Regions from separate parts of the Mus musculus genome. Here all the other regions are linked to region 4. The links are chromatin contacts, called in public HiCAR-type, HiChIP or PLAC-seq, Micro-C and promoter capture Hi-C maps. All regions are on one chromosome and are shown on one strand. Each heading gives the region's core, a stretch centred on a gene start, on an enhancer-like site or on the middle of the called end of the contact. The rest is flanking DNA. Distances are from core to core; before and after follow the strand shown.

Region 1 (4,168 bases), core at 350-2,849, 260 kb before region 4:
TCATCCAAATAAAATTCCTTTGTTTTAGATGTAGCATACATGCAAAAGGCATGTAGTATGTGCATATTGGTTGTGTATGGTGTGCATGCCTGGATTTTCTGGCTCCATTTATCAACAAGGCTCAAAAGCAATAACCAATTCAGGGGTCATGGCATCCCTAAGCATAAAGATGTGATCCTGAGGTGCCAGTTCTCCCTAAAGGATGCTAGAACAATAGACATTTCTTGGTTTGGGATGTGAAATGTACAAGATGTTTCTTATTTTGTCCTGGTAGCTATTCAGGGAAACTTTTAGGAACCACAAGATCACATCAGAAACATCCGGAGTTGACTCGAAGAGATGCCCACTGACCAAAGAAGGGAAAGTTTGAGTTTTGAGAAGAATAATTGCAATTATTTGAATCTCATCAATTAATTTGAAATTTTTTCATAAAGGGACATTTGGTCCTCTATCTGTGATTCATATCTGTGGATTCAATTAGCTGTGGATTAAAAAGAACGAAGAAGAAACAACTTGCACCTGCCATGCTTTTTATTTATTTATTTATTTTGGGTTTTCGAGACAGGGTAGCCTGGAACTCACTCTATAGACCAAGCTAGCCTCGAACTCAGAAATCCGCCTGCCTCTGCCTCCCAAGTGCTAGGATTAAAGGCATGTGCCACCACTGCCCAGCCATGCTTTATTTCTTGAACTCACTCCGTAAATGATGCAAGGGAGTGGCCATTTACCCAGCACCCTGTTTGCATCAGGGCTGTAATACCACGATCTGAAGTAGTTCCGAGAATGTGCACAGCTTGTGTGCCATGGCCTTGCATTTCCCTTAAGGGACTTGAGCATCTGCGGATTCTGGTACCCATGGGTGCTCCTGGAGCCAGTCCTCTGCAGATGCTAATGAATGACTCAATGTTAAAAAGTGATCTCTTCAGAAGATAAAGGGATTCGGCTGATTTTGGGGGAAATCATAGATAAATGAAAAGAACAAAATATTTGGTCTACTTTTCATAGGTGTTTGTCCTACTAAGTAACGACAAACAAGGAAACCTTATTTTTTTTTTAGCATTTTTGTTGACAAACAATCTTATATAATATATTCTGATCACAGTTTCTCCTCCACTAACCCCTCCCAGACCCTGCCCATCCACCCTAAATCCATGTCCTTTCTCTGTCTCTTTATAAAGCAAACAGACAACTATAGTAAAAACAGAATAAAAGAAAAAAAGAAAGACAGAAAAGGAAAAGACAAAACAAAACAAAGAAAAAACAAAAAAACTAACGACGTCTTACCAGGTATACTAACCATACTTAAGAGAAGACCCTATTCCAGCAGTAAATGGTCAACACAAAAAAAGCTCAATGGTATTTCTGTAGACTTTTTGTCTTATATGGCTTTTTTTTTTAATGTCTCACTGGTCTTTTGCTTGTATGTTATGGTTTCCCAGTGTGTGTTTTAAGGAAAAGCCCTTTTTTATGAGCATGTTCCAATAGAATAACTAATCAGTGAGATGGGAATGAAAGGACTGGCTCCCACACTGTCTTGTACTCCAGTCTGAATGAACACGTCTTGGCATAGTGCATCCACACCCGCTCTCATGAGAAAGAAAGAAACTACCAGACATTCCCTGGCTTGGGATGAGAGGTCAAATCACCACCCAGAGTCTTGCCAAAGCCCAAACAAGACTCACCAGCTCCTATTTGAGGAAATCGGGAAGGCAGAAAGCATGGTGATTTGTGCCAGGCCTTGCAACCAGCAGGGGCAGAAGGTCGAATGCCCAGTAAGTATTAAGAAAGGGAACCTTTTGAACAGGAGGTGCTTAAGAGACAGGTCAACACTACGATCAGATAAATACTCTCGTGTTAGGGATGCACCTTTATGTTCCAAGAGCATAAGAAACGATGAGCATATTGCACTTTGGAAGTCAGAGTGGTGGGGAGTTTTGTTAGGAGTGGAGGGCATTTACCAGAATAGGATACCACATGGTGTTTTGAGGGTGATGGGGAAGGGGGAGGGTTCTCCTTGTAACACATCACTAAGCTGTGCTTTGTTTGATTTTCTTTGTATGAGTTTTATTTTGCAATGAGAAGCTAAAAAGGAGGTGGGGGAAGAGCTCCGAGTAGTATGTTCCAAGACATACATTTTTGGGGGTTCTATCAAAGGCCGGAGAGTCAAGATACAACATAAAGAAATGACTCGAACTCTGAGGTCACTCAAACAGTCTGAATCCCAGCTTGGCTCTTTGCTAGCTGTGTGACCTGGGCATGACTCGGCCTCTCTCCTGCTCAGTTTTGTCATCTGTAAAGAGGATGCCTTTGCAGTTCACAGCTCCACTCTGGCACAGAAAACACATCCAGACATCGGGGGCACTGCTCAGCAAACAGTGAGGTATCTTGTTTAGGGTAGCCGGATTGATCTCTATTCTTGCCTTTCTCCCCCCATGACCCATAATGCAGATATCTGTGTTTTCTGGTGGTCTTAGGTTACCCCTGTGAAAGGGCCACTGGACTCCTCCAAGAGGGCTGAGAAACTGTGGGCTAGAGGATGGAAACCTCAGTGACAAGGGCCTCAGTTGGCCAGATGTGGCTGGGTGGGCAGCAAGCATGAGGGATTAAGAGGACTCTCACACATACCTTTGCAGAGTCAGAACTGGGAAGGTAGCTAAGTGGGAACTGCACTTGGCCCACAAGCGTGAGGAGTCCTGAGTTCTATCCCCAGCACTTACATTAAAAGCTGGGCGTGATGGCTTGTGCTTATAATCCCAACACTGGAAAGACAGCAACAGGAGGATTGTGCTGGAGTTTGCCAGCCAGCCAGCCTAATCATGTAGTTCCAGATTCCTGTGAGAGAGTCTGTCTCAAAAGAACAAGGTGGACGACTCCTGAGGAACAACACCTGGGTTGACCTATGACCTCTTTATCCATGGGCACGCACACAAAAGTGCACACACCCATACATATGTTCCCCATAACAACAATCACAAAATAAACAAGTAAACAAAAAAGATATAACTTTTTTTTTGGTTTGGATTGAGAGATTAAGAGGGTCTTTAAAAATAACATTTTAAAATAAAAATTACAGAACAGCTTAATATTCTTGTGCAGAGAAAATTTACTCAATGCCTCTGGGTATTCAGCGCTGGCCTGAGGAACATTAAGGAATGAGTTCGTTCATTCTGTTATTCAACCTGTTTACGGTGCATGGCTGTAAGTGTTGGGGTCTCCTTTTTAGCTTGCATGACTCGAGATGCTTCACTGTTTCTGTAGGGAGAAAGAGGTCTGAGCCAAGTTGATACACAGAATGGACTTGGAAATAACTCTTGACTGTTTGGCCTGCAAGAGTTGTCATTAAAGTCAGGGAATCAGAAAATTCCAGAGCTCAGAGGACTGTCTCCGTGATGACTGCACTCTAATGTTACCAGAGAGCTTTCAAAACAGACAGACAGACAGACAGACAGACAGACAGACAGACAGTACCAATTCTGAGTCCCAGCCCCAGATACCCTGGTTTAAGCACACTGGTGACAGAAAGTCATTTTCACAAGCTCTCCAGCAACTCTAGTCTACAGTAAGGGATGGGCGACAGGTGGAGTCAAGATGAGTCACATTATCTAGTACCCAAACTAAAAATGACATTAATTTAACACTGCTTTACTTAATCTCCTCTTTTTGATATATTGTCATTTGAATACATAATCGAGGCGACGCACTAATGCCAAAGCATTTTTCCCTTATGCACTTTGTGTGTATTTTGTGCTTGAAGTGCATCTCGGAGATTGGGAAGGAAGTCACCTGTGTTAATGGCTACCATGATGACCAGTGCAGCTTCAAGTAGGAAGAAAGTTTCCATCACTGGAAAAAAAAAATGATTTCCCACTGAATGTAGAGGAGATGGTCCAGGAAATACTGAGGTATAATTCAGTGTTTGCTGTCAAAATGAGTTGTGGCCCAAGGAGTGTAGGAGGGCCAGTGTGTCCCTTAATAGGGTAACTACATTAAACTCCGAAAAAAAGTGTGTGTGTGTGTGTGTGTGTGTGTGTGTGTGTCCTCTACCCTGCCCTCCTATCTCCTACCACAATTTAACCCTTCCTGTTCCATAATTCCCCTTTAGCCCTTTATATCACTGTACTTTCTATCCCTTCCCTTAAAAGCACTCCCCTCTCTGTGGCCCCTAACT
Region 2 (4,422 bases), core at 62-2,561, 300 kb before region 4:
CCTGTGTGTGTCTGTCAGTAGTCCCGTGAACTACTCACCTATGTTCTCCATGCCAGTCTACATGAGTATCCTTGCCTGCTCATGTTCATGTGTTCTGGCATGTGCCTGTGTGCGCCTGATGGGTTTCTGTTTGCCTAGCCGTCTATGTGGCAGCCTGTGCCAAGGCAAAACAAAGTGTTCTATGTCTTATCTGCCATAGTCCCTTGAAATCTTTTCAATCCCCCAGGCTCTGATTACCTTCTTCTGTTCCTGGCATTAGAGCACAGTTCCCACATGTTATGTCTCCTCACATTCTTTTACCACCAGAAGCACATAGTTCTCGATTCTAGTTTGTACCTTCACCCTGGATAATAGATTTCCATTCTATGATCAACCACCTTCATCCTGATCATGGGAAATGGTAAGGAGATCAAATCACATTCCTTCTTTCTGAAGGATGTGAGATAGTGCATGTGGGAGAAACTAAATATGGAGAGAAGTAACCAGTCGTTTTCGAAGAGGGACTCCACCTTTATCCCTTTGACAATTTCAGATGCAAACCCAGAAAAAGGCCAGCAGTTCCCAGGAGAGTTTAAACGGGACTGGAATTTTGCAAGACAAAGTAAGGATTACTATCGTGGTTGGGAATACATGCTATTTATCTTTGATGAGCCTTTCTGAACTTGAACAACGAATTTCCAATATTTACCACTGGGTCAATAACAAGTTTCAAAGGGATTTTGGATGAAAAGTTCAGTATGTATTAAAATGTTCTCATTTCTGGCTTCCATTGTAAACCATTTTGAATGGCAGGGCAGAAAAATCAGAGTCCCGTGTTCAGTCTCATGTTCCAGAGCAATGTTTATGGGCACAGTGAGGGAGGTTGTAGATCCAGTAATAGGTATGTCTTCTCAAGGGCTGCACCATATTCTTCTGTGGTTTGAAAACTCTGAAACCACAAGTTTCTAAATAGATCTTTCCTGGCTATAAATTGGGTGTCTTAGAGATTTAAAAAAACGTTTCCTATATTTATTCATCTTATGCTCTCTCTCTCTCTCTCTCTCTCTCTCTGTCTGTCTGTCTCTCTCTCTCTCTCTGTGTGTGTGTGTGTGTGTGTGTGTGTGTGTATGTACGTGAGAGAGAGGTCTGTGGGTGAGCAACCCTACCCACTCTACCATCCCACCAGCTTTCTCTTGTATTTGTTTTGTAAGAGATGGAAAGCTAGATTGCACAAGCAGCTGCTCCTTGCTTTTCAAAGGACTCTATTCACATGGCTTTATCAACTGTGTTATGGGAAAGGCTTGAGGAAGTTGGCAAACCCCGGCGAGAGTATCTCATGGTTTCCCTAAGGTTGAGCCACTAGAAAGGGAAGGTGGCCTGCCACCAGGAAGAACTCCAAGGGACAAAGCCTCCCTGTGAAGGCCTTGTTCTAAATACACAAACCCTGAGCCTTCGAGAATGAGCAGACCTACAGGGTTGCAGTTTGGTTTAGTAAGTTCAGAGCAGAATTACAAATATAATGGGTGATTAAAAGAGAACAGAGCCGAGTTTCCAAAGGACACATTGAGCACAAAGAGTTCTTTGGTTGTGTACAATCCACATGAAACTTCACTGTGACAGAACCATCTGACCGACAGCTCTCAGGTTCACCTCCTCTTTAGAGCAGTAATTTGAACAATCAAGACATCATCCATTGTGACTTCTTATGAAAAGTACAGCATTTGGGTTTTTTTTTTCCGTTTTCTTTTTTTTAAACCTCATTAATGTTAATGGATGACTTTAGCAGGGAAGGAAGTGTTCACCTGATTGTTTGATACAATTGGAGGTAATGACTCCACCAGCGGTGACCTCCCAGCTCAGACACCGATGTGGGACAAGCACTTAAGGAACATTAAAAAGTCCTGTGTGATTAAATTAGCCTGGATTGGAGCCAAAAACACTGTCTGTGGATTATATCTTTGTCTGAGACTTTTCTGGGGAAAAGCATTTCTTTCTTTTTTAGAAATCATAGAAGCTCTCAGAGAGTAGGGCAATTAAAGCAAAATTTTGATCAGACAGATAGTTTATACAGGTCTGCTTGGGATTATTCTGGTATAACTACTCAAAATCCCAAGTCTTAGAAAAATTCCCTGAATCTTGGATAAACTGGGAGCATTGGTAAGTCTACTTTTTGTTGTTGCAAATCTCTTTTTGACAAACTCTACAAGAGACTTAACTTTCACCAGATTTTCTTCTCCACTGTGAGTTAAAGTCAACATCCCTACATGCTTTCTCCTGTTCTGCCTTCTTCAACACAAGTTTCTTCCTCCTCTACCCCATAGATGTGGCTACCCAAAGACTGCACTCCACAGTCCACTCCACATTCCCCAGTCTGGTCTCTATCCTCCGAGTTACTTTGTCTCAGCCCCTCCACCTGCTCCTTGGATGTTCTTGTTCTATTAACAATCCTATTATTCTCCTCTGGCCAGGCTCTTCTGACTAGATACTCAAGTAACACACCAAACTGAGCTCATAGCTTTGCACACTGCTGGACAAAAAGTCCGTGAGCTCCGTGCCATGCCCCACAGCAGGTTCTCATATGGACAGATTGGCATTTCTTTAACTCAGTTGGCTGCTGTATCCCACGGTTGACTAATAGCAATTCGTGTCAATAGAGAAACATGGAGACTTTTTATACATGCTGTTATTGGAGGTTCTACCATCCCAAGATTGTGCAATTTACCTTTAGATCCAAATGCTGCACGTTGATCGTTTAGAGTGAACTCATTATTCCAATCCATGACTCCAGCTTTGGATCATAACTCCATCACCTAAATTACACACGCCAACAACTCAGTTCCAGCTTCATGTAGTCTGCTAATGTTTTTAACGTGTCAACATCTGTAGTCATTCAAGTAATTGGCAGAACTGTTGACCGGGTCAGGATGGAAATACATTGGTAGCTGTTTCTGCACAAAAGCAGGTGTTCAAGTTAATACTTTATTTAACATGATCTCTCTTGACGGGCTTCCTTTCCAGATTTTGAAGGAGAAGCTGAAATTTGGAAGTACAAATACATTGTACCAATACTTCCCTCATTTTCAGCCAGCAGCCTCTGTCATCTTCAACCCACAACTTCAGTAAAACAACTGTGCAGATCCACAAACAGACCTGGGGTGCACTCAATAACTCAGATACCCTTCACATTATCCCAACAATGCTAGCCTGGTGCCCAAGACTTTATTACATGGACTTCTGAGAGATGCTAGTAATCAACCATTGTAGGATCCCAGAGCCAAGCAGAGAACTGAATGTGAACCGTCAATACAGTGCAATGTGTTCCTGGTTTCTCTTTGAGTGTATGCATCAGGCTTGCATTTGCCCCTGTCAAAGTATAGCCATGTGACTTGCATGTTGTTTCTGACATTTCCTTCCCACTGTTGTTTTGATCAGGGAAGAAGGTGTCAGGATGAAGTCTCAACCCGTGTCCTTGAGAAAACGCAATGACCAAATCTCCTCTTCTAGTGCACTCTAGACACACTGCTTGAGAAGGAAATGCCCATCCTAAAACTGGAAGCTTTAGTCCCAATGTGTCTGTCCTGATGGATGCATTAAGGATGTGTCTTAGTTAGGGTTACTGTTGCTGTGATGAAACACTCTGACCGAAAGCAAGTTGGAGAGGAAAGGGTTTACCTGTCTTACCCTTCTTCATTGTAGTCCATCATTGAAAGAAGCCAGGACAGGAACTCAAACAGGGTAGGAACCTGGAGGCATGAGGTACTGCAGAGGCCATGGAGGGGTGCTGCTTACTGACTTGTTCCGTCTGCTTTCTTATAGAACCCAGGACCACCAGCCCAGGGAAGGACCCACACCCACAATGGGCTGGGTGGGCCCTTCTGCATCAATCACCGATGCCCTACAGGCTTGCCTACAGTCCAATCTTATGGAGGCATTTTCTAAACTGGTATTTTCTCCTCTTAGAGGACTTTAGCTTGGGTCAACTTGATATAAAACTATTCAGCAGAGGAGGCAAAAGTGGAAAAAGACACAGAATTCTGTTCACAGGGAGCCAAGACTGTAGAGGGAGAGATAAAGTATTTCCACAGCTATGAAAGTAAGGAGTAAAATAAGGTAAAAATGGAAAGGGGAGATAATTAGCCAAGAGATGTGGAGCTAAAAGCAAGCTGCTTAGACAGTGCTTGGAGTCAGGTAGAGGACAGTTCAACGTGAACCTTCTGGAATGTTCTCTGGAAACATTTCACTCCCATTAAAATAAAGAACCCGTAGGATTATACAATTTACTGACAGGTATTCTAGACAATGGCTCTCCTGATATGTTGACGCCTCTCTTTTAGAACTGTAATAAAGGTGCGGGCTTGATTTATGGGGCCATTTTCCATGTATTTGATTTTGGCCTTTTCAGCAGCTAGAGCTAACAAAGCACTTAGGCTTGTCTTTAATGGG
Region 3 (4,778 bases), core at 283-2,782, 480 kb before region 4:
AGGCCCAGCTCACAGGCAGAATGCATGGGAAGGGAGACCCGTGCTAAGGTATTCCTACAACCACTCTCTGGAGACCTTCAACTTCCCTGCGTCGCCTCAAACGTCCCCTGAGCCTCCTGCAATGCACCAGATCTCAAGGCAGACGCCGAAGGCACTTGCACTGCGCCCCCACTGGGATGCGCTGTCACCCTAGGAGGGACCGAGTGCTGCAAATCTGGAGGACCCTAGGGCGCGGGGAGTCAGGGGTGGGTTGCATAGGACTCACCTTGTGCAATTTCCACATAGCCCCCAAAGCCTTGACTTCGTGGCTGGAGTGTTTGCCCTCCTCTAGGCACTGGTAGCACACGGGCATCTTGCATTGCACGCAGTACATGCTGTGGTTCTCCAGCTCGTGGTCTGTGCAGGTGGAGACCTTGCGCGGGCTCAGCCGCCGGCTGACGCGGCCCTGGGCCGGGGGCACCAGACGGTGTTTGGCTAGGGGACCCCGGGGCGGGTGGCAGCGCAGACGGCAAGGGTCGCAGTAGAAGACATCGCACTGTTCACACATGACCGTGGCTTCCTTGGGCGCCTTCTCGCAGAGCTGGCACTTGAGGGCCGCGGCTTTGCTCTGTTGGTAGCGGTCGATGACCCCTTCCAGGACGCGGTTCTTGGGGAAACCGCGGAGCCCCCGGTCATCCAGAATGAGGCTGCGGTGGCACTGGGGGCAGGTGATGCAGGAATTGCGGGGCACAGGGGCCAAAGCCGGTGACAGGTGGGTGGGCGGTGGCGGCATAGCAGGGGGGAAAACGCGGACGCCGTTGGGCGACTTCTGGCACGGGGTAGTGGGGGCGCTGGCGAAACCTCCGTAGGAGCCATAGCCGCTGTCCGCCTCGCTGTACAGGCTCATCTTGTCCAGGTCCAGATAATCATAGTCAGAAACCCCAGAGCCCGAGGCCCGGCGGCTCTGGGGGGACTCGGACTCCGGGGTCTGCACCAGGATGTTGCGGGCGCACGCCTGACATAAATTGTGAGAGCAGGGCAAGATGATGGGCTCCCGATAGAAGGAGCCACACACAGGGCATTTTAACTCTTCTTCCATCTCTTCCATGGGGACCTGGCTGGAAGCGAGGCAGCAGCGGCTGCGGCGGAGGGGGCCTGACCTGGCGAAGCAGCCGATGGGCCTGTGGTGGCCAGCACCTTGGCCAGCGGCGGCGGTGGTGGCGCCTTCCCCGGTCGCCTAGGCGCCGACTCCCCAGGATGCGCTCTCTCTGTGAGCCACCGAGCCTCCGCGCTGCGCGCCAGCCCGGGTCCGCCCCCTTCCCACTGCTAGCCCCGCCCCGCCAGGGAGCGGAGGCTCATCGGACGGTGGCCGTGAGAGCTGCTTTCTTATTGGCCTCCCGCCTTGTCCGTCTCCTCTCCTCTGCAGGTCGCTGAGGGCTCTATGAGTCGGAGCTGGAGCCCCGGCATCGCCTGCTGGCTGCTGCGGGATTTTAGGAGGGGGCTGGCGCAAGCCGAGAAGAAGTGGGGCGGGATGATTCATCCTTTCCTACCCCCCTCCACGCTTCCTTCTGAGCTCGGGTGCAGTCACCCCGGAGCAGGGGGCGTGAGAACCCCTCCCGGTCGCGAGTGGGCTGCTGCTGCCTGTCGCCAGCGCTTGGCGCTTGCCTTCCAGCTTTGGTCTGCATGCCGACCCACCCCTTCTCCTTCCGCTGCTGGCGTAGAGCCAGCACCTCCCCCGAGCCTTCCTGGAGCCTTTTGGGCTTTTCTCCAACCCTCAGAAGCAGCTGGAGCGCCCGCATCTCTGGTGTTTAGGGAAGATGGTGGTGTGCCATGGCTGCAGTGTCCCCTTTCTGCATCCCTGGTAGCTTTTTCCCTACCCGAGGCAAAGGCTCAGCATTCCCCCAAAAGCTGTGCCACCATCGCTACATGCTTTAAATGTGCGGAGGCCCTACGCCTTGGAGCAAAGGTACCTCTCACCCTCCCCAACCTCCCGAAGCTCCATCCCCCAGTTTTCGAGAGGCCCCAGGAAGGTTAGTTGAGTTGAGTCAGGCAGTGTTTGTGTATTTCTGAGTGTTTATCGGTTGTTAACTAGCTATGTGAACGAATCGCTATGGTACTGAAGATTCCAAACAATATTATCCAATGTCACATGCCCTTAGCATCTACCATAAATTCCAGAAGAGGGGTGGGATATTATTTCTGCTTCTGTAAGATAACGAGGGATCCAGTGATAGCCCTTATATTCTAACCGATTTCTCTTTCCCCCAAACGGTGCTAGAGATAATAAGTCCTGCCTCTTGCCTGTATAACCCTTGAAATGATGACAATGATAGAATCTTTGAATAAAGATATCAGCCTGCTACTCAATGGGGGAGAATCTTTGAATCTAGTGACATTCCAAGGAAGTAATTTATCTTGGGAGCATACATAGTTAATTTTCCGAGTGATTCATGAAGCAAGTGACAAAAATGGTTTTCAAGTTCGTGGGATCTTCCAAATTTTCAATTTCCAGAAGATAACAATTATTCATAGCTTACTTTATAATTTAAAAGCACTTTTTTTTTTCCCAGAGAAAAGAAGTACTTTCTATAATCTTGATTTTGGAGAAATAGTACAAATAAATTGAATTATCTTGCAAATATATTTTTTAGCACAATGATTACAGTAGTTGATCATTGGTTGTGTGGGAGGAAAATTCACATTGTTATTTAAAACTATGTTAGTCACAGATCCTACAGGGTTTATTCCTAACCCACATTTTAATTAGTTGAGACCGGAGCTGCTAATGTTATATGCAGTCTGTTTATAGGCAAAGTGTTTCTTAAGATTTGATTGGGGCATCATCTATATTAGTGCAGGATATATAGACTATTAGTCCAAAGACACTTTGCTCATGTTAAGTAGTTAATTCTTAAGAAGAAAGGGGCATCCATGCCCGTGTATGTTACAATCCTTTCGTGTATTTTGTATTCACCTGCGCAAGTCAGAGAAACCTTGGCTAGCAAAGTAAAGAGTGTCATTCTTCCCAAGTCTGGGTTTTGCCTACCACAGAATACCATGTAAGAGGTCTGGTGATTAGCAGACAGGCTATGCTTGGTTCACGGGAAAGGGTGGGTAGTTTGAGGGCATGTCCAATGGTCTGATTTGGTGTCAGACACAAATAGCCTCAATCCGATACAGATTTATAGAACAGTTGGTCAATTAGGAAATAGCTTGAGGTGAATTAACTGTTAGATCTATTTGGTCAGGAACTAGCACATCGATCCCTCCTAGAGAGCTTTCCAGATGACTGCCGTTTGTTGGGAAGTCTCCTCTTCCTGGCATCACGACTTGAGCCAGTCCCTGTAATATGACCACATGGGCACAGTTATTGCCACTTGTCAGATTAGTGATCTGAAGCTAAGAAAACCAGAGGAACCTCTCACGATCCAGCACCGGTGAGGCTAGGGTTGGAACCCAAGAGCGGGAAGGTTGTAGCTCCTTTTCTTCATTCACCAAGTAAATAGTCCATATTTTGTGAGGTTCTGGTGTAACGAACCTGAAATGTTAATCTTTTGCTATCCTGCTTAGCTTCTCTGAGAGTTTAACATTTTTAAAATTAATTTCTGTTTTTGTTAGGCCTTTGAAGATGTTCTCTCATGTTGTACTACTTGTCCAAGGTGTGCTTTAAAGCCCACCACCCCAAGTTATCTTTTAAGGGGCATAAAAAAAATCTGAATGCAATTGGTGACCTTGTAGAAATGCCAGCCCACAGGGAGACTAATTTTTCTGTCCCAGCTGGCGGTTGACTGAGCCCTGGAGTGTGGGATTGCTGGTCCTGTAGTTCCCTCATTCTTGGTAATGACTGCAGATGTTCTCAGTTTGAAAATGCCGGATGTGGCCCCATGAAGCTTACCATTCACCCAAATGATGCTCTTTAGCAATGAGTTGAGCAAATTAGAAGTGCGCTGGCAGCGTTTCCACTTTTAGAGGGAAGATGAATGTTTTCTGATGAAAGATACAATTGCATTTGTATTTTTTTTTCAACTGTACTGCTTGATGACTAATTCCGTATTCTCTCTGAGCTAAAGAACAAACACAAGGAAGGAAGTATTTTCTGATATCACTCCATGTTCTCGTTTAGAGCCATTTGTCTTTCGATGCATGGGTGTGTGTGTGTGGAGAGGAGGTTTGGAGGCTCCTTCTTCAGCACCTAACAGTTTGCCTGTGTGCTGCCTTGCTTTCCACCATCATGGACTAAACCTCTGAATCTGTAAGCCAGCCCTGGTGAAGTGTCTTCCTGTATAAGAGTTGCCATGGTTATGGTCTCTTCACGGCAATAGAAACCCTAACTAAGACAGGACCCCAAACCTAATCCTTAGAACAATAGCTGGTAGTGCCTACTTCTGGATTAGCTCAAACCAGCCTCGGGGCTTACTCCACTTGGGAACTGTGCTCAGAATGTTCGGTGATAGGGGTACTTAAACCCAGATTAATATTTATGCATGTTATACATCTACTTATAACAGGCTGAATTCTGGGTAAAATGAGCTTCTAAGAAAAAAGCATACCCCTTTCCTGGAAGTGCTTACCCAGAGAGATGCACAAGTAGAAGAGACTGGATGTCCCTCCTCTGCCAAGCATGAGTCATTACTGCTCAGCACAGCACATGGCCTTTTCTTCTTCTAAGGAGTGTATTCTTGCTTCCTTGCCCGCTCTAATTAAAATGTTGAGGTTTGGATCGACTGTTTCCCATTTGAATTCTCCTCTTTCAGGAGTATGAGAGCTGAGTGTTACTGGCATAGAGTCCGGAGAAAAAT
Region 4 (4,204 bases), core at 61-2,560:
GTCCCTGGCTTGGTGGTCCTACATACATAAAGAAGCAAGCTGAGCCTGGCCGGTAAGAAACACTTTTCCACGGCCATGCCGGGTTTCTGCATTGAGTTCTTGTCTTGATTTCCCTCAGCGACGCAGTGTGACTTGAGAGCTGTGTGCAGAAATAAACGCTTTGGTTTGGTTTGGTGTTTAATCACAGCAATCAGCTATTTCAAATACAGCTTCTATGGGGTATCAAGTGTTCTTCCTCAGGTGTCTGCACCTACATGAAAAAGCTAGAATCTCAGATTCTCCTCACTGGAGCAGCACCATCCACAAAACACTTAGAAGCTTGTAACTGTGGGTGGCAGTGCCCCCACCACACACACACACTTAAGCTGCTAGACACCTAAGCAGGTCCAGATAGGTGCAGCACAAACAAGTGGACTTCGCTTCTTTACCCGACTACCAAAAGGAGCAAAGAACCCTCCATTCCTCTTGGGATCTTTGGGGTTATTGAAATCTTCTAGGGCTGTCTTTTGCACTGCTCACAGCCAAGCCGGCAACCTTCACCAAGGGTACACATCATTTTGAGGGCCACAGGCAGCGGCTGTTTCAACCTGGGGAGACAGACTGAGCGGGGGCGGATGGGCTTAGGCGGCACTCACAGCCCACATGCAGGATAAAAACCGTGAGGTCGAAGTGGGCGCCTGACGGGAGGGGGATAGAGGAATCACGAAATCTCCTCTTCTCGCAGGGGCCGCCCCAGTTCAGATTTATTAAGCCGCAGCTCACGTAAAACAACCACCCCCAGGTAACCCGTCTAGGCCTGTGAGGGAGAGGCTAGGGACTAGGGTGTGCGGGAGGATGGGGGGGGGGGGGGCATGAGCGGAGAAGGGGACCATTCCGAAGGAGGGGAGGGCGGACAGTCTATTACCCTCGCACCGAAGCCTCTGTCCCTTTGGGAAAGGCATGCAAAGCATATCTCACTCTATATAACCCACTTGAGCCCGACTCGGTTATCCGATGTCACCCGCGTCCCCTGGTCCCTGGGTCTCTTCACCCCTCCGCAGGACTCTTGGTTGGGTCCGGGGCGGAGCGGGGCGGGGCGGGGGGGGGCAGCGCTCCACGTGCAGCCGCGATCACCCCAGCTCTCTGCTTCTTCCGCTGCTCGGTCTCCGCCTTCAATTTGGGGCGGGGCGGGGCCTCGAGCAGGGAGGGCGTGTCTCGGGCGGGCCGTGGGCGTGAACTCGAGGGGGCGGAGCGGAAGGCGTGGGCGGGGGGCGGGGCAGCTGCAGCGTTGGTCTGGCGGCAGCAGGAGTGCTGGGAGCTGCGAGTAGGCTCGGCGCCGCTGGAGCAGACGCCGGTTGTGAGTCGGAAGCCTGGCGCTGTCGACTTTGGAGGTACGCGCGGGAGCGGGCGCCGGCCTGCTGGCCCCCTTTCTGGGACGGCGCGCCCTGGCCGCCGCTGTGCCCCCTGCTGGTCTAAAGTGCGATTCCCGGCTTTGCCGCTCTCGGCGTCTTTCTTCTTTCTCACGGGGCTCTGGGCGTCGGGCACCGGGCGGGCAGGTCGCCTCTCCGCGAGTTGGAGCTCGCCCACGCCGGGGCGGGAGGCCCGGGGCCCCCGGGCAGCCTCGGCCGCGAGGGAAGCGCGGAGCTAGGGGGCTGGGCTCTGCGTTCCTGCGCCCCGATCTCCGAGACTCTGGCTCGAGGGGTGCCTGCCTGTAGCGCCCCGTCCGTAACTAGCTGGGACGAGCCGTGAGTCCCGCGTACCCGAGCGATGTGCGGTATTGCCTGTTGTGCGCGCAGGCCGGACAGCCCACTTCGGGAAGGCACCCCAGCGCGTCTGTCCGGTATCCCCGCCAGTGCCTAGTGTGGGAAACCCTGAAGGGGGCCTTGGGGACACACGAGTCCCGGGTGCGGCCTGCAGAATTTTGGTTTCTGGAGGAACTTAACACGACCAGGTAAAGGAGACCACTAGCCTCCCCTCCGGGAAAGCGGGGATGTGGACAGCTCGGGGCCACCCAAGTGAAGTCTACAGGATTTAAACAACACTTGGAGTTCTAGAATGGCTTAGCCTGATGGTGGAGCGCTTTCTTAAAGGCAGGAATGGATGGAAAGCTGTCAAAGCAAGCACATTTAAAGTTGAGATAAAAGCTGGAACAATTTTCAGACCGTACAGTTGTGTGGCTAGTGTCGGAAGAAATTCTGGCTCAGTGGCCCCCTTACACCTTTGGGGGATTTGTTTATTTATTTATATAAGCGGCCAGTCTGTTTTGCTAGCATTGCACCCCGGGAGCTGTGTAGTGCCCACTGCGAGGAAGGAAAACTTGTGCAAGGATTCTCGGCGCGTTTGAACGTGGAAGGGAAAGCGTACCTTGCCAGATTTTCCACGCATGATTCCCCCCTTTCTTTGGACCGAGTGGTGTTTGTTTACCGGTCTTCGAAGCATCCACCTACATTTAGTTTTTGCACGAAATACCCACTGTTGCCACAGTGTGTAGTTTGGGGATTAGAGAATGCTTTTGGAGAAAACTGCTAGTGGCTTCATTTTCCAAGAATGTAAGTCATTTCCTTTCTGTGGTTTCAGGGAGTTGATATTTCACAGCATCAAAAACTCTGTGGGGAAAATTTTCCGTAATACATCTGTCATTTAAAAGGCCTGTGACTTTTGAGTTTTCTTAAGAACAGAGCATAAATTTAGGCCCGACTTTGTTGAAAGGACAAAAAGAGTTTTTGTTTGTTTGTTTTCTCTTATCCCGAATCTAGAGCATTGAGAGTGCTGTAGAAAGTTGTAACAGCCAAGACCTACAAATGGCTTGCAGGATGGAGAGTGGGGGAGGGGAAGAGAGCAGAATGGAGCAGGAAAACAGATGCCTTTTGCTTCGGTCCTTTGTAGTAAAACTTCTAGCACCTAATCATTTTCCTTGGGTGTGGTTTTGAGAAATTATAGTTTTACGTTAAAAATGAGAATACTCCACAACTGGAGGTGGTTGACATGGAAATGTGAGGGTTTTAAGGGGAGGGTATGTTTATAAACATACTCACTTAATATTTTATAGTAAAGGAGACCTCTGGTAGATTATTGGATGGCGAGGGTCCCCCCGGGGATATCCTATATCAAGTTATCTGCAGGATATCTTCTCCAGAAAGCAGACTGACTGTAATAAGAACTACCCCCCCTTTCCCCGCCCACCTACCAGCTTTGAGTGGCTTACAGAAATACCTGCGATCTGACACAGTCACAGCTCTTGCAGGGCTCAAAACATTTTGAGCCAGGCAAATCTTCTGACTTTCCCATCGCTTCCTTTTTGGGGTTAGCAGGGGTTAAGACATCAGTTTCAGATACACAGTCTGAGGGTGTAGATTTGAGATACCCCGAGCTTTACAGGAAAATACCCGAAAGCAACACGGGCAGGCTGGAAGCCCTCCTTTTAAAACAAAATGCTCCCGTATGCTATACAGGTTTTTTAAAAATCTGCCATTCAACTGGGTTGGCTGAATTGGGGGCTGTTGGAGACCATTCCACATTTAACTATGCTTATAAAGCTTTTGGCTTTCAGAACTTATGACATAATGGGCTGTGTAGCCTTTTGTGGCAGTTGCTTGGAATGCAGGTTTCAAATAGAATTGTTTTGGACAGAGTCCTCAGTTTTTAAGAGTTCTGTGTAAATGACTCCTGTCTCACAACTAAGTTTCTGATAAAAGAATTCTTTGTAGTTTTCAACTTGAATGTTTTACGTTTTGATTTCTAGAGCCGTGTTTTCTTTCTTTTTCTTTTTTTTAAATAAAACCTGCAAACAATTATTTTATTACATGAAAGCCAGTACCAAGAAGAGATTAATTCAGTCCAGATGTAGAAATGTATGTGAATTGTAGGTTTGGGTGATCTCAACAAGTTTGCCTTTTGTTGATGAGGCTGTCTGGATCCCAGATGGCATCCACAAATTATCCCATAGGCCTGTTTCTGAATTGAAGTCTGAATTTCATGGGCTTTCTCCAAAGTCGCTTTAATGTTATTTTAAATCTTCTCAAGAGTAGAAAGCTTTCTGGACATACGCAGAGAGGGCTATTTTCCTGTTATTCCTAATTGAGCCTCATAGTGACCTAGTGTAGTACATGGAGTCTGTTTCTGGATGTAAGAGCAGGAGGTATATACCCTTTAGGGTAACTAGCCTTAAAGAGGGTTGGTTTTAGTTATTTGAGTCTAGCTTTTCTTTTCTTCTCTTCTCTTTTCT
Region 5 (4,648 bases), core at 459-2,958, 290 kb after region 4:
ATGAGGACCTTCCGTTTGGAAGCCCAGATTCACTATGCCTCTCCCTGCCACAGTCAGCAACACAAAAACTGGGACTCCCTCAGATAGAAGGAAGCTGAGCTACAGAGAAGACATGCCTGGAAGTTCAGACCAACTGAGTCACCTGGAAAGGCCACTCCCCCCTGGTGAGCTGCCTGCAGGCTGTGCAGTATGCTCCAGGTCCCCTGCTTTGTGGGCTGTCACCCGTGCTGGAGTGGGCTGTGGGGATGCAGATGTCTCTGAGTCATTCCTGCTCCTTTGGCCCCGAACCCCGACTCCTGTAACTCCAATAAAAACTCACTGGTTCACCAAGTTGGATTTCGGTGGTGTTTGTACTTAGGTCAGTTGTAGGACTTCTACCTGAGGTGAGGAAATGTGTGTGTTGTCTCCCCAGGGAAAATGTTGTCACACAACAGTCCCAGCTACAACAGACCATGACGTTGTCCTGTAATGACAGCCAGTTTTTGTTTTTATAATAAACTTTTGCAAATAGAAGACTTTAGTTATCATAGGAAGAACATGCACTATTCAGGAAAGCAGTGTGTAACTTTCACTACGTCTAAGACCAAGGACAGGGACTTCTTAATCTCACTGGTATTCAGGGCAGATAGGGTGCCTTGCTATGACAATAATGGTAGTTAACAGTGAATTAGTAAGTACAGTTGAATAATGCACAACAAAAACTATTTAAGGACTTTGGAACTGAGGCAGGAGGATGGAGAGTTTCAGGCCACCATGAGCTACATGGACGGTTGAAAATTAAAGCAGACTGGGTGGTGGTGGCGCACGCCTTGAATCCCAGCACTTGGGGAGGCAGAGGCAGGTGGATTTCTGAGTTCCAGGCCAGCCTGGTCTACAGAGTGAGCTCCAGGACAGCCAGGGCTACACAGAGAAACCCTGTCTCAACAAAAACAAGCAAGCAAGCAAACAAACAAAGTAAAGAATTAAAACAGGCCTAGGAGAGATGGCTTGGTGGTTTAGAGCATTTGTTGCTCTTGTAGAGGGCAAGGGTTTACCAGTGTACACATGGTTGTTCACAACTGTCAGTAACTCCAGTTCCAGGGACCAGACACCTTCTTTTGTAGGCATTGAGCATGCCCATCACACATGGATATACACCTACAGGCAAACAGCCATACATGTAAATTACAAACGAATTTAATCCCAGCATCAGTGCTCAGGGAGGCAGAGGCTAGGCCAGCCTGGTTTACAGAGTGAGTTCCAGGACAGCCACTGCTACAGAGAAAACCTGTCTCTGAAAAACAACGACGAAAACAACAAGGTTTAGCTTTGTAATGCCTTTATGATCTTTGAGACAAAATCTGTGTATTCTTTTGTTGTGTTTGCTGAATAAAACAAACATAAAGGGAAAAGCACCGGCAAAATGATTTTGTTTGCTTTTCTTCTATATTATTACTTCCGATTCCTTTCCCTCTCCTGAGTTATGGTGGGTGGAGAACTTGGATTGTGAGTGTTCTGGGGACCTACAGGAGGAGGCTGGCCAGCCTGACCAGGGCTAAGTTGAGATAACGTGGGGCCAATTGAAGTGCAAGGGAAATCCAGGCGACCCAAGGACACTGCATGCCCTGGCCACAGGAAATGGTCTTGTCAGGCTGGAGAAGGCTCAGAATTCCCGAGTCCTGGGTTCGGGACCCGGGGTTTGCTCACGTGTGGCTGGCCCGTGCCCAACGCTCGCAGGGCAACCCAATGCCCAGCGTCCGTCTTGGCGTCGGTCTCCTGGCGGGCTTGGCAGCGGGCGGCGCGGTCGTCCTACTCAGCTACTGCGTCTACCTGGACTGGAGGCGGCACCGAGACCCCGCATTCCGCCGCCGCCTGCAGGACAGTGAGTGCCAGTGCGGTCGGCGGGAGGGAGGGCGGCCAAGCCCGGGCTGGTTCCCAAACCGGTGCCCCGGTCACCCGTGTCCATGCTACCTGGCTTTCCCAGCCAGCTCGTGCCTGTGTTTGCAGAGAGAAGAGCTGGACAGCCCAAGGCCCAGGCGCCCGCCAGGCAGGTGAGGTGCAGCAGACCCGCCAAGGAACCTTCTAGAAGCCCAGGGAGAAGAGGCCTGCCAGTGTGGCACACCTGCTTTATAAAGTTTTAACCTTCTAATTATAAAGGGGAAGGAAAGAAAGGAAAAGTGGGTCTGGTAAGGACACATTATGAAGATCTGGTGGGATGGCTCAGCGGCCAAGAGGGTTGGCTGCTCTTTCAGAGGACTCAGGTTTGATTGCCAGCACCCACAGGGTAGCTCACAACCATCTGTAACTCCAATCCCAAGGGATCTGTCACCCTCTTCTGTCCTCCAGGAAGCGACAGAGATGCACATGGTTGCAGACATACATGCTGGCAAAACACCCATACACATTTAAAAAAAAAGTTTTTCTTATTGTTTATGTTTTGTTTTTAAGTATAAACAGGGCTTGATACTCAGTGTGCAGAATCATCGCTTGGGAGGCTGAGACAGGAGGGAGTTCAAGGTTAGCCTGGGCCAAAGAGAACACTGTTAGAGAGAGAAAGGCATCTGTAAATTACATGTGGTAGGGACGGGCACTCTTTTTTTTTTTTTTAACTTAGAAGAAAGAAGAGAAACTTGGTCCTTCTCATATCCTCACAGGATGCCTAGGCCCCCCAGGCCAACATAGATTATGATTGACTAGTTGGGTTTTGATGGTGATTATTATTTTTTAGACAGAGGAGGAAGATGGCCCATATGTGATGGTCAGAGGACAACTTGTGAGGTCCAGTCACTTCTGTCGCTGGTCCCATGTGTCTAACTCAGGGGGTCAGGTTTGCTGGAAAGTGCTTTTTAACCTGATGAATTAATACTGTCTGTATTAGTCACTTTTAAAAACTGCCTCTTATTCTAGTGTGTATGGATGTTTTCCCAGCCATATGTGGCTATCAATGGTAGCATTTAGGGGTCAGAAGAGAGCATCTGATCGCCTGGGACTGGAGCTAAGAAAGTTGTGAGCTGCGGTACAGATGCCGGGAATTGAACCTTGGTCCTCAGGAAGAGCAACCAGTGTTCCTGACTACCAAGCCACCCTCTTCAGCCCTCTCCCTTATTAGTTATTTTTAAAGAGGATTCGGTCATCTTGGCTATTGGTCCAGCTTTTGTTAACTCACATGAGCCTAAAAGCGCATGAGAACTCTCACCTTCCCATCTTTCAGGTGATCAGCTTGTGCCTACTTAAGGTCCTATTATGTGTGAGACATGTCTGGCGGAGGACAGCAATAGAAGGGAGTAGGCTCCCAAAGCCAGCCAATGTAACAAGAGCCTGGAGAGAGACAGAACCTTTCCAGTGTGGAATTAGCACAGTGGCTACTCAGGTTGCTTACTGTTGGGTTAAGCTTGCTCTCCTTAGTGCTTGGCTCCTGAATCTGCAGTCTGAGCAGGTTTGGGCGGAGAATAACACAGTTGCTCCACAGTGGCGGGGCTGGCTCCGGGGAGTTATGTTGAGTCGGTTATCTTGAAAGCACATCCCATCACGCCTGCCAGTTGATGCTGAGTGTTCACTTAGCTGGAACTGTTCGCATGCTCCTGCATGTGACCTTGTCATGTAGTTTGTGGGTCCTCATCATATGCTGGGCTGCATTCCCAGGGGCAAGCAGTCAGGGGCTGAATACTGTATATTCACTGGACACCGGAAGAGAACAACAGTGTTGAAGCGCATGCAGAGATAGGAACGTGCCAGGAAGCAACTCTTTCCACAGCACTGAGGGCTGCTCGATTTCGAGCAGAAAGGAACTAGACTCCAAGTCCGAACAGAGAGACAGGGCTCAGAAAACATGTCTTCACAGGGAATATTGTTGACAGTTTTGGAAAAATCCAATTTTTCCTACATAAGGCTTTGGGGCTGCCGTTGATCTGAGGCAGGAATGCTATGGAAGGTGAGACGTGGTACCAGGGAAACCTTTAGGATTGAAGGTGCTACACATGCATAGGGGAGCAAAATAGGGGATGTGCCAGGCCTGATCAATAAGCCAGTCTGGCAAAGGGATCGCTGTGAAGAAGTGTCTGATAAAGCTGAGCTAAGTAAGGACAGAATCAGAGGCGGCTTGATCTGACCGCTGGGCTTCCAGACTCAGTAGGAAATCAGTGGATTGTCTGAGCATGGTGTGTGTGTGTGTGTGTGTGTGTGTGTGTGTGTGTGTTGGAGGAACTAGAAAGAAACAAACCCCTTGGGTATGGTGTGCTAGAATGTTTAGGAAAGAATAAGCTACAGCAGCAAAGTGGGTAAAAACCACACCTTTCTCGTGGTGTCTGCGGCGACGGGGCTGGAAAGAGCAGAAGCAACTGACCTGGGAAGAACTGAGTTCAGTTGGTGAGGGGGCGGAGGGAAGGAGAAAAGGGAAGTCAGAAAGACTGTCGCCATAGTTACGGAAGCTGGCAAGCAGCACTCAAGGTGTGGGCGGGGCATGTGCTCATAGATGCCTTCCCTGGCCAGCTTGACTTGGGCAGCCTGGTACAGTTCCTGTCCTCTTCTGTGTCCTCAATGGCTGTTGCCCTTGAACATTTTTGGTGTGTGACATTTGATTAACGTTTTTGACTTGTTCATCTAGGCTGCTCATGACCTTGTCTGTGTCGGGCTCTCCATTGACTGTATCTAGAATAGTCTGGCATATTGC

What was found. A called contact is a pair of places that touch in the nucleus more often than the background predicts. HiCAR-type assays count read pairs that join an accessible place to other places. HiChIP or PLAC-seq counts read pairs in DNA pulled down with a chosen protein or histone mark. Capture Hi-C pulls out chosen DNA fragments and counts their contacts.
Region 1: a contact with region 4 is called in a HiCAR-type map of astrocytes, with 2.2 times the contacts expected there. The contact joins the enhancer-like site here to the promoter of Frmd6 in region 4. A contact is called at or near these places in 4 of 39 promoter capture datasets (the C10 cell line, cranial neural crest, embryonic stem cells and 1 more), 1 of 15 datasets of contacts at CTCF or cohesin (the NIH/3T3 cell line), 5 of 484 Hi-C or Micro-C datasets (the N1E-115 cell line, nephron progenitors and uterus) and 20 of 115 datasets of contacts at active chromatin or transcription factors (the NIH/3T3 cell line, astrocytes, cardiomyocytes and 14 more).
Region 2: a contact with region 4 is called in an H3K27ac HiChIP or PLAC-seq map of embryonic stem cells, with 7 read pairs. The contact joins the enhancer-like site here to the promoter of Frmd6 in region 4. A contact is called at or near these places in 12 of 39 promoter capture datasets (the C10 cell line, cranial neural crest, embryonic stem cells and 5 more), 7 of 484 Hi-C or Micro-C datasets (the C2C12 cell line, the HL-1 cell line, cranial neural crest and 3 more), 19 of 115 datasets of contacts at active chromatin or transcription factors (acute myeloid leukemia, craniofacial prominence, embryonic basal ganglia and 14 more) and 2 of 9 other capture datasets (adipose tissue and embryonic stem cells).
Region 3: a Micro-C map of embryonic stem cells shows a contact between it and region 4, with 9 times the contacts expected there. The contact joins the promoter of Trim9 here to the promoter of Frmd6 in region 4. A contact is called at or near these places in 11 of 39 promoter capture datasets (the HPC-7 cell line, cranial neural crest, embryonic stem cells and 6 more), 6 of 484 Hi-C or Micro-C datasets (cerebral cortex, embryonic stem cells and nephron progenitors) and 3 of 115 datasets of contacts at active chromatin or transcription factors (astrocytes, embryonic stem cells and stem cell-derived neural progenitor cells).
Region 5: a promoter capture Hi-C map of liver shows a contact between it and region 4. The contact joins the promoter of Tomm20l here to the promoter of Frmd6 in region 4. A contact is called at or near these places in 2 of 39 promoter capture datasets (liver and pre-B cells) and 1 of 9 other capture datasets (liver).

What each region holds. Positions count from the first base shown.
Region 1 is chr12:70,562,027-70,566,194 of GRCm38.p6, forward strand. No RefSeq gene overlaps it. Among named protein-coding and RNA genes, the nearest start is that of Gm40436, 26 kb to the right of the region's middle. Within about 2 kb of position 1,600, at least 1 of the 459 cell types and tissues checked has an H3K27ac peak or open chromatin away from gene starts, as enhancers often do. A contact at or near this core is called in astrocytes, where this site is marked.
Region 2 is chr12:70,523,615-70,528,036 of GRCm38.p6, forward strand. No RefSeq gene overlaps it. Among named protein-coding and RNA genes, the nearest start is that of Gm32219, 9.8 kb to the right of the region's middle. Within about 2 kb of position 1,312, at least 23 of the 459 cell types and tissues checked have an H3K27ac peak or open chromatin away from gene starts, as enhancers often do. A contact at or near this core is called in the C2C12 cell line and the HL-1 cell line, where this site is marked.
Region 3 is chr12:70,346,082-70,350,859 of GRCm38.p6, forward strand. Trim9 (tripartite motif-containing 9) reads right to left here and starts at 1,533. Exons shown (of 14, transcript NM_001286388.1): 1 at 266-1,533. The coding sequence starts at 1,087.
Region 4 is chr12:70,824,204-70,828,407 of GRCm38.p6, forward strand. Frmd6 (FERM domain containing 6) reads left to right here and starts at 1,311. Exons shown (of 14, transcript NM_028127.3): 1 at 1,311-1,370.
Region 5 is chr12:71,109,720-71,114,367 of GRCm38.p6, forward strand. Tomm20l (translocase of outer mitochondrial membrane 20-like) reads left to right here and starts at 1,709. Exons shown (of 5, transcript NM_029227.1): 1 at 1,709-1,861; 2 at 1,987-2,030. The coding sequence starts at 1,726. It overlaps Gm32906 (a long non-coding RNA gene), which reads right to left. Exons shown (of 3, transcript XR_381662.3): 1 at 4,322-4,648; 2 at 3,359-3,656; 3 at 1,032-1,974.